Regions from separate parts of the Pan troglodytes genome. Here region 1 is linked to region 2. The links are chromatin contacts, called in public HiChIP or PLAC-seq maps. All regions are on one chromosome and are shown on one strand. The core of a region is the stretch at or near the end of the contact, and the rest is flanking DNA. Distances in the headings are between cores, read along the strand shown.

What was found. HiChIP or PLAC-seq counts read pairs in DNA pulled down with a chosen protein or histone mark.
Region 1: an H3K4me3 HiChIP or PLAC-seq map of stem cell-derived excitatory neurons shows a contact between it and region 2, with 4 times the contacts expected there. The contact joins the promoter of ELMO2 here to the promoter of CD40 in region 2. A contact is called at or near these places in 1 of 7 Hi-C or Micro-C datasets (stem cell-derived neural progenitor cells) and 1 of 1 datasets of contacts at active chromatin or transcription factors (stem cell-derived excitatory neurons).

The regions. Positions count from the first base shown.
Region 1 is chr21:52,668,336-52,673,118 of NHGRI_mPanTro3-v2.0_pri, forward strand. It overlaps ELMO2 (engulfment and cell motility 2), which reads right to left and starts at 3,148. Exons shown (of 21, transcript XM_063802565.1): 1 at 3,076-3,148. LOC134809139 (a long non-coding RNA gene) reads left to right here and starts at 2,585. Exons shown (of 3, transcript XR_010154037.1): 1 at 2,585-2,654; 2 at 3,237-3,376; 3 at 3,837-4,783.
Region 2 is chr21:52,379,830-52,385,177 of NHGRI_mPanTro3-v2.0_pri, forward strand. CD40 (CD40 molecule) reads left to right here and starts at 3,072. Exons shown (of 9, transcript XM_016938026.4): 1 at 3,072-3,560. The coding sequence starts at 3,510.

The DNA of each region.
Region 1 (4,783 bases), core at 1,898-4,397, 290 kb after region 2:
AACACTGCAAAGTACCACCTTGCCTAGAGGAGTTTAAATCCAACATTTTTAAAAACACATCATGCAGCTTGGCCAAGACAGCCACTTTGCAGCCTCTAGCCCATACTGATTCTGGCTCTTCATTACACCTCATGATGCCTTGCATACCATCTAGTCATTTTATGTGATCCAGTCTTGTCTTTGCAAGTATACCTGAAGCATCCTGAAGATGAAGGCTATGACATACACCGCCCAATCACCAAAAATGGCTTACAACAGTGCTGGTCACGTGGTAGATACTCAGTGAGCAATTGCTGAACTGGGGCTGTAGGCCGGGCGCCATGGCTCATGCCTGTAATCTCAGAACTTTGGGAGGCTGAGGTGGGCGGGTCACTTGAGATCAGGAGTTCAATACCAGCCTGGCCAACATGGTGAAACCCCGTCTCTACTAAAAATACAAAAATCAGCCGGGCACGGTGGCAGGCGCCTGTAATCCCAGCCGCTCAGGAGGCTGAGGCACAAGAATCGCTTGAACGCGGGAGGTGGAGGTTGCAGTGAGCCGAGATGGCACCAATGCACTCCAGCCTGGGCGACAAGAGTAAAACTCCATCTCAAAAAAAAAAAAAAAAAAAAAAAAAAAGAAAAGCCAGGCTATAAACTCAAGCCTAGTATTCTCAGCATCTCTGAGATGCTGCATGGTATGTGTTTTTTTCTATCCAGGTCCTGGGACCAGACTTAGTCCAGGCTGGGCCGAGGTATGGTGACCAGGTCAAAGGACTTGCCTTGCAGGCTTTTCTTCAACTGCATCAAATATGCTTCTTGCTGGGCCACCTTGGCAGGTGGTACTGCTACATCTGGACACATTATCTGAGCACAGAACAAGCTAGAATATGTTGTACACTGAAGTTTTTAAAGAAGTTTGGTCCTGACTTCCTGTACCCTCAAACTTCCTTTGCACCTCCTAGAGTCCGCATCAGATATATAGAAAGACCAGACTGAAGATGAACAGATAGGGCTCCTAATCTCACCTCCTCCACTTACAAACTCTAGAATTATCCCTGGCAGGCAACCTCTTTTAGAAGCTTCACTATCGATATCAGTAAAGTGCAGATAACAACAGTTATCTCAAAAGACTCTAGAGGGTATACAAAGTGTGTGACACTGTACAGCCCAATACCACAATCCCTGGCCATAGGTGGTTACTAACCACTTGAAAAGTGGCACAGGCTGCCCTCTGTGTAAAATACAAACCAGGTTTCAAAAACTTAGTACAAAAAGCAAGAACGTAAAATATCCCATTAATAATGTTTTAATATTGATTATGTTATAATAATATAATTTTGGAATATATTGTGTTAAATATATTACTAAAATAATTTCAGCTGTTCCATTTTTTAATGTGGCTACTAGAAAATTTAAAATTATATCTATAGCTCACATTACATTTCTATTAGACAGCAGCATCACTCTAGCATAGAGCCTGGCACACAAAAAGCATTCCAAATGTCAGTTTCATTCCCCTGCAGGTAGGACATCAGTGACCACGATTCACATCCCCTTCCTCTTGCCAAATTCAAACCCTGCATCTATTTATTTGGTAAATATTTATATTGCCTGGCCCTGTGTGAGATGCTAGAGATGCTACATGAAGCAAAACCGACACTATCTTCTTCGTGGACCTTACAATCTGGTGGGATGGACAGAGAAATATCAATACTTTTGTAAATAAATGTAAAACTGCAGTTGTGCAAGTATTGTTAAGGACAAGTACCCAGGGTGATAAAAGTGGGGTACTGGTCGAAAAGGCAGGGACAGGGATGCCTCCCCTGCAGAAGTGATGCTTAAGCGGAGATCTGAAGGATGAAGAAGAGTTTACAAGACTAAGCCAGGGGAGGAAGAGCAGACCAGGGAGGAGGAATACTAAATAAAAAGCCCCAAGGAAGGCAGGAGCTTGGGATGTAGAAGGAACAGAGAGAGGCCAGTGTGTGGAGAGCACTGAGCAAGCGGACGGACGAGTAGACAGACTTGGGAGAGGTCAGCGGGACCAGATCTCCAGGGCCTGGGTGAGGTTCTGGATCTGACCCTACAAAGGGGTGGGACGCCGGGCCAGTTTCATGCCCTAAGTATCCAGATCTGCTCTGCATTTCTCGGCTGGGCGCGGTGGCTCACGCCTGTAATCCCAGCACTCTGGGAGGCCGAGACACGCGGATCACTTGAGGTCAGGAGTTCGAGACCACCCTAACACGGTGAAACCCCGTCTCTACTAAAAATACAAAAATTAGCTGGGCGTGGTGGCAGGCGCCCGTAATCCCAGCTACCCGGGAGGCTGAGGCAGGAGAAGAGCTGGAACCTGGGAGGCGGAGGTTGCAGTGAGCCGAGATCGCGCCATTGCACTCCAGCCTGGGCGGCAGAGCGAGACTCCGTCTCGGAAAGGTTTCAAAAAAAAAAAAAAAAAAAAAGGAAAGGTTTCTCTGGGCACGGTGCAAGGCCGACAGGAGAAGGGCCCCGTGCCTGCGCAGGGCAGACCACTTAAGACACTGCAACTGCCCAGGCAGGAAGCGAGAGGGGCCTGAACTGAAGGGTGAGCGCAGGAGGTGGAAAGTACATGCACCGGGGTGCTACTGAGCCAGCAGGATCCACGGGGCGGACTGGTGGACGCGGGCAGCCGGGTCCAGGTTGAGCATGACCCCGGGCTTTCAACTCGTGCGGGCCCGCCCCGAGCGCTCTCCGGCTTCTTCCCAGCCCTCTCCTTGCCGCCCCTCCTTCCCACCCAACGCCTCCCTCCTTCTCCCTCCGACCGCTGCCCAGCCCAGCCCCCGCGCCTGACTGCCTGGCCCGCCCTCTTCCGCCACGCGACGCCCCTTCTGGGTCCAGGACCCGGTCTCTCCTCCCTTCCTAAGGCCCCGGCAGGGCCGCCACCCCTCGGGGGCCTGACGAACCGGCGCGGTCCAGCCCAGGCCCGCCCTCTCAGCCCCTCAGCCTCCGGAGCAGACGCTAGTCGCAACGCTCGGCCCGGCCTCTCTTCCCTGCGTCTTTCGGGCCGGGCCCCTCTCCACCGCCTGCGGCGCCCCGACCCCCAGGGCGCCCCTCACTCACCAGGGCGCAGACCTAGGCCCAGCTCCCGCTCCCGGGTCTCCGCTAGGCGGCTCCTCCAGCCTCCGCCCGCCCCGCCTTCTTGGGACCCCGCCCCGCACAGGCCGGGCCCGGCTTCTATTGCTCCGACTCGCCGTCACGCTGAACTCTCTTTCTTCAATTAGGTTGCTTGTCTGTCACTCAAGAAGGGGCGGGCACAGCTGCCGGTAGAGGGGAAAAACGCCGGCCGTCCCCGCCCCCCTAGTGGAGGCCTCTTAAAGAAACAGGACGCCTTTCCCCTGCGGGCTACAGGGTCTGAAGGAAGGTAATTTCCCAGCTAACCCAAGAGGCAGCTTTCTTTTTCCCCCAAACTTTTTTTTTCTTTTTGGTATGCAGTCCTAGAGTGAAGGAAGAGGCTTTTGTTCGCTGTGTCAAATCATAGGTTGTGAGCTCTAAGCGGGCCTCTGGTGGCACTCCGCCCTGTGCCCAGCGGGCACTTACCGCACACTCAACAGTGGGGATAGCTGTGGTTTGGGGAACTGAGTGGGAGGTGACAGTCGTGTCAGAGGCTGTGAGCAGCCGCGCTGCTCACCACCGAGTTGGAGCTAATTATACCGGCACCCAGGGCTGACCGTGGGCGCTGAGCAGAGGCAGAAGGGTACAACTCAGCTGTGCTGTTGGAAGGGATCCGTGGGAGGTGGCATTCGTCACTGCACCTGCGGATCGGAACAAGGCCGGGCACCGCGCCAAGGACTCACTCCTGCTGTCTCTCTTCATGCTCACAGCAGCCGTGTGATGGAGGGAGCACCGTGATCCCTTCGCTGCAGATGAGGAAACTGAGGCTCAGAGAGGGTCCGAGATCTTACAGCTGGTGAGAGGCAGAGCAAGATGCCAACCTATGCCTGTTGGATTCCAAAGTTTATACTTTAATCGTTCGTCTAGCAGATTCTTACAACAATCCTGGGAGGTGTGTATTCAGCTGTCCCTTTGCAGATAAAGAAACTGATACTCAGCAAAGAGACGATGTAGTGACTACCACTTATAGGCCACTGCGCAGTCTGCAAAGCAGTTTTAAATATGTTGTTTCATTTGATCCTCGAAACATCTTGGAATTAAAGATGATTTTTGTTAGTCCTATTTTACAGGTGAATAAAGTGAGGCTTGGGGAGGTTGAGGCTTAGCCATAGCTAACATTGCTAAAGCTCTGGCAGGAGTTACTCTTCCTCCTTCTCACTGGCTGGACCCAGCCTTGACCTTGTGATGATGACGATGATGTGCTAGGGGACAGAGCTACAGCACAGGAGGTGCCAAATGCTACCTGCCTACTTGGGACACTCACTTCATACTCTTATGTGAAAGCGAAATGATCTTCTCCGTTCCTTTTATTATTAACTTTGATAGCAGGGAGGGCTGTTTGAGCCAACCCTGCACTCACACAACACTGAGGAAGAAAGGCTTAAATTTTGTACCCTGGGTGCCTCAGTTTGCTTCATCCTAGTCCTGGCTCTGCTTAATAACACATTTATCCAAGGAATGAATCACTCACTTGAGAGCTTTACAAGACTGTGTCATTTTTTTTTTCCCTGATATTGCCAGTGCAGGTTCTTTGATTGCAAGTCTTAGGAATCAATTCTGGCTAAATTTACCCAAAAAAGATTTTATTGGCAGGCTAGTGTTTAACTCACAGAGGTAACAGGAAGCTGGAGAATCAGGCTTAGAAAAGGACAGAAAG
Region 2 (5,348 bases), core at 1,822-4,321:
TTTTGAATGTCCTTTGCTCCATTCCTATTGCAGAACCCTTCATTGTTCCCTTTTTGATTGGCCTCCGAATATTGCCACTTTCCCTTAAATCATCTTCTCGCTTTCCTCCTCCAGCACACTCTTCTCAGCTCAACAAGATTCTAGGCCTTCTCTGGGCCTGTGCCCACCAGCACATGCCTCCTCAGGATATGTATATACTAAAATATCTTCCCTTTATCTTATCTGGTCTTCGCCCCATGGGGCAACCCGAAGGCTAACATTTATTCCTTCACACATTAATTTAAGCTGCTTTAATTGCTGCTATATGTTTTATATAATATAATTAATGTTTTAATTCTGTGTACTTGCTTCCCCAGGCAGTTTTGTGAAAGGCCCAATTTTGGAATCAAGCAAATAAAGAATAAGTAATGGCTGAAATCATTATAGTAACACCCCTCTCTCAAAGGATTTAAAACCGTGCTTGTTTTTTTCAAAGTACGTTAAAAAGGGAAAAGATATTTTAATCTTCTCTTCATCCTGGGCATGTTTGGGTGGCTTTAATGAAGTTCCCTGGACCCTGATTTCAAGAGTTTCTGGCCTTTTGGTATCTGACCACCATTCTCAAGAGGCCACTGCAGCTTGAGGTCTGTGTTGAGATTACCAGCTTCGCACCCCCTGCCACCAACTCTTTGTCATGATTGGAGGCTGTACTTAGGATGAGAAGTTGCTGAACCCACTCATTCATTTATTCATTCATTCAGCACCCGTATATTGGTGTCCTATTATGTACCTAGGACTGGGATAGATCCAGTCCTGCCCTCAGGGAGCTCACAGTCAAACGGGACCAGGCAGAAGGAGTTATGATCTGGCATGCTAAATGCTGTGGCAACACAGGGGAGGAGGCAGGGTGGGATAGAGTACCTACCTCTGCCTCAGGGAGTTGGGGAAGGTGTAAGAGGAGGCAACATTTAAACTGTTTAAGAAAGGAGAAGGAAAGGAAGGAAACATCAAGAGCAATGAGATAAACCGTAAGGAAAAAAGATTGTGTGCCTGGGAAGTGGGGAGAGGCTGAAGCCAGTGTGCATGGGAGGACATGGCAGGAAGTAAGCATAGAAAGAGAGGTTGGGGCTGAGTGAGGAAGGGTGTGCTTTGCCAGGATAAGAAATTTGGATCATCCTGAGGGTGCAGGGAAACCCAAAGAGGCTTTTATGCAGGAAAGTGTCCCAGTCGATCAGATCTGGAGTTTATCAAGAGAATCGCAGCAGTGTAAAGAGTTGCCTGGCACATAGTAGGTGCTCAATAAATCCTGTGGAATGAGGGAGGCTGTTGGGACAGTCCAGATGAAAGATGGCACCCTCTGAATTAGGGCAGTGGCAGAGGTGACAGAAAATAAGGGATGGATCCTAGAGGCAGAATCCACAAGACTTGCAAATGTGCCCTTAACAGCAGAAGCCACGAGAATGGGGTTAGAAGTGTCCTCCTCTTCCATCCTCCCTGATCTGTGAGGTCTGGCCTCTTGTCCTGTTCCAGAAATTGAGAGCTTGGAGGGTCATCACCTCAACCGTTGTCTAGTTCAAGCTCCTAAGTTTTCCTTGGAGAAAAATTTAGGCCAAAGGCAACACAGTCCTTCAGAGGCAGAGGCTGCACCAGAACCCAGGTGTTCCATGCTGCAAAGCAGAGTGTTAACACTGGTTCAAGAACATCTTGAGGGCCAGGTGCGGTGGCTCATGCCTGTAATCTCAGCACTTTGGGAGGCCAAGGCAGGTGGATCACCTGAGGTCAGGAGTTTGAGACCAGCCTGGCCAACGTGGAGAAACCCCGTCTCTACTAAAAATACAAAAATTAGCTGGGCGTGGTGGCGCCAGCCTGTAATCCCAGCTACTCGGGAGGCTGAGGCAGGAGAATTGCTTGAACCCAGGAGGCAGAGGTTGCAGTGAGCCGAGATCATGCCACTGCACTCCAGCCTGGGCGACAGAGCGAGACTCTGTCAAAAAAACCCCAAAAACCAAAAACCAAACAAACACCCAAAAAACAAAATGAAACAAAAAACAAAAAAACAAAAGCATGTCTTCAGAGTTCATGAACCCAGGAAATGTAGGCACAAGTGAGTGTGTGTTTCTGCAAAATGAGAGGGTCCCGAGTTTCCTAACATACTTAAAGTGTTTTATGATGCCACAAAAGGCTGGCCCGCTCTTTTTTTTTTTTTTGAGATGGGGTTTTGCACTGTCGCCCAGGCTGAAGTGCAGTGATGTAATCATTGCAATCATGGCTCACTGCAACCTTGACTTCTTGAGCTCAAGCGATCCTCCTGCCTCAGCCTCCTGAGTAGCTGGGACTACAGGTGTTTGCCACCATGCCTGGCTAACTTTTAAATTTTTTTTTTTTTTTTAGAGATGGGGGTCTTGCCATGTTGCCAGGCTGGTCTTGAACTCCTGGCCTCAAGCAATCTCCCTTTTTGGCCTTCCAAAGTGTTAGATTACAGGCGTAAGCCACCGCGCCTGGCCCCCACCTTTATTTTTATTTTTATTTATTATTTATTATTATTTTTTTGAGACGGAGTCTTGCTCTGCCTTCGAGGCTGGAGTGCAGTGGCATGATGTCGGCTCATTGCAATCTCTGCCTCTGCCGTTCAAGCGATTCTCCTGCCTCAGCCTCCTGAGTAGCTGGGATTACAGGCGAACGCCACTACATCCGGTTAATTTTTGTATTTTTAGTAGAGACGGAGTTTCACTATGTTGGCCAGGTTGGTCTCGAACTCCTGACCTCAAGTGATCTGCCCGCCTCGGCCTCCTAAAGTGCTGGATTACAGGCGTGAGCCACCGCGCCCGGCCCCACTCTTAATAAATGCCTGTCTCCAGGTGCTGGGTGGGAGGTGGGATGGAATGGAATGAGGTGAGGACGCATGGATGCATGGATGAATGGATGGGAAGTTGAGACGACGCGCCCACACGAGGGAATTTCCTTTGAAAGAGAGCGAAATTCTGAGTTGGGAAACTCTTCCTTGAAACGCCTCCCCATACCCCAGCTGTGGCCTTCCCGTTTTCTGCGTGGTGGTGTGGGGGGAACTTCCTCAGGACTCTCCGCAGTGGAGCCTCTTTCGGTTCTGCCAGGATACCTAGAGGCAGCGGAGAGCGGGGCAGGGAGGGGAAAACCGTGAGGGTCCCTGTGGCAGGCCCCAGCACCCATGGGATCTCTCTCCGGTCGCAGGAAGCAGGCTAGCTCCTAGCCCGCCTCGGCTTGGCCTTTGTGGGACCTGGGGGCAAAGAAGAAGGGCTGTCTCTGGGACCATGCCTCCTCCCGTACCCAGCAAGATGCGTCCCTAAACTCCCGGGGGAATTAGACTTGTGGGAATGTTCTGGGGAAACCCCTGCGCGGTGAATTGCTGGGGGCTCCGCCCCCCCGATAGGTGGACCGCGATTGGTCTTTGAAGACCCCGCCCCTTTCCTGGGCGGGGCCAAGGCTGGGGCAGGGGAGTCAGCAGAGGCCTCGCTCGGGCGCCCAGTGGTCCTGCCGCCTGGTCTCACCTCGCCATGGTTCGTCTGCCTCTGCAGTGCGTCCTCTGGGGCTGCTTGCTGACCGCTGTGAGTTGTTTTTGCCCCGACCAGACGGGAGTTGGGAGTGGGGAATGAGAAGGAAAGGGAAGGAAGACTTCGGGGAAGAGGCCTTCCTGGCTGATTTTTGTGGGGGCAGGAGGGTGGGTAGGAGCTGGGCAAGGTGCCCCCGCACCTGGCTGAATGGGGTGGGCTGCCTCTCTCTTCTCCCGGGCTGGGGTCCCGGGAGCGGCCTACAGGGGCCGCTCAGGGAAGGCACTGGCTGCCCAAGCGTGCCTAGACGGCCTGGACGGGTTTAGGGAGCCTCAGAGGCTGGCCACACAGAGACTGGTAGGGGGTTCGGAGGGCGGGAAGTGAGGCGGACCAAGGGAAGGGGCGGGTCTGGCCCGTTTCCTGTCCCCTTCTTATTGTGGACAGATGCCAGCCTCTGTAAGTAGTTATCATCTCCTTGCCAGCTGGGGCTGCCTTCTTCCAGGGCATCTTGTGGGAACAAGAGATGGGTGCAGAGGCCCAGGTACTTTTGTGAGAAGGCAAGGAGCTTTTAACATCGCCCTCCACCCCGAACCGTATCTTGGGTGTTCCAACCTAGGAGGAATCCCCAGGGCTTTGCCTTTTTCTCCTGAATTTAAGATGACATAGGAGACCCCTGGGGGAGATGAACAGTTTATGGGACACAATAAAGGGTTAGGAGACCAGAGTTCTGGTTGGCTCTGACCAGGGCTGGTGATCAGAGGGCTGGAGAAACCAGGGGTTTCTCCAGGCACCAGAGGGGCTCAGAGCCAACCAAGCATATCTCCGGGATTTTCAGAAGCCTACACTTGACTCACTTTTTGTTTAAATGTATTTTTGTAGTTCCTCATTCTGGAGGCTGGGAATCCCCCAAGTACCTGGCTCCTTCATCCCAGCCCCTCTGGCCTCCCCCTACTTTAGAGGGCTGTAGATTCCGGCCTGAAGCCTGGGCAGGAATGACCCATGGTATCAAGGAAAGCAAGGGAAGCAGCAAGGGAAGAGAGGGAGTGGGGAGGCTGCTTTGGTCCCAGAGCTTTCACTTTCACCCGAAGCAATGGCTCTTAGGGAACAGGGAGGCAGGGGGAGGGCGGAGCTGGAAAGAGGTAAAGGGGGGCCCTTGTGGTAGGAGTGGAGAAAGAGCCAGAGGAGGTGGGGTGAAGGGTGTGATCCAGGCTTCTCAAGAGCAGAGTTTGCCCTCATAACTCCCAACTTTGGCTCCAGGTAGAGGCTGGGCTGTGACAACAATGTCAGAAGCTATCTATTGAGGGCGTCTTGTGTGTCAGGCTCTGAGCCAAACACTGCCTGTTTTCTTTGTCTGATTTCTCACAACTCCTCCATTATACAGATGGGCAAATTGAGGCTCAGAAAGGGGGATTGTCTTGCCAAAGGTCTCATAGCTAGCTAATGGAAGAACCTGGTTGTGAATCTACATCTGCATGATTCCAGAGCCTGCCTCTCAGATAGTGAGAGTCTCCAAGCTCTGGTCCTGAGCTGTTTTGTGGCAGAAGGACCAGAACTATGGGGAGTGAGAACTGGAGATTGACAGACTTTTAGGGGAGCGTTTTATTTCTCATGTGTTTGAAGATGGTATCAAGGACTTTCCTATCTTTGGGAGTGTGGGAGCTCCACGTTCACAGGATGGTGTCTTGCAATGAGCTGCTGGGGGGCAGTAGCCTTTTCTACTTCCTTTCCCATTTTGGGTAAGACACATTTCTGTAAGTAATTTGCTGAGATACCCAGGTTGAATGAGAGCCACCAGTTAGGTAGGATTCTGGACAGCCAGCCAGGTAGCCGGGCTGCTTGCCATAT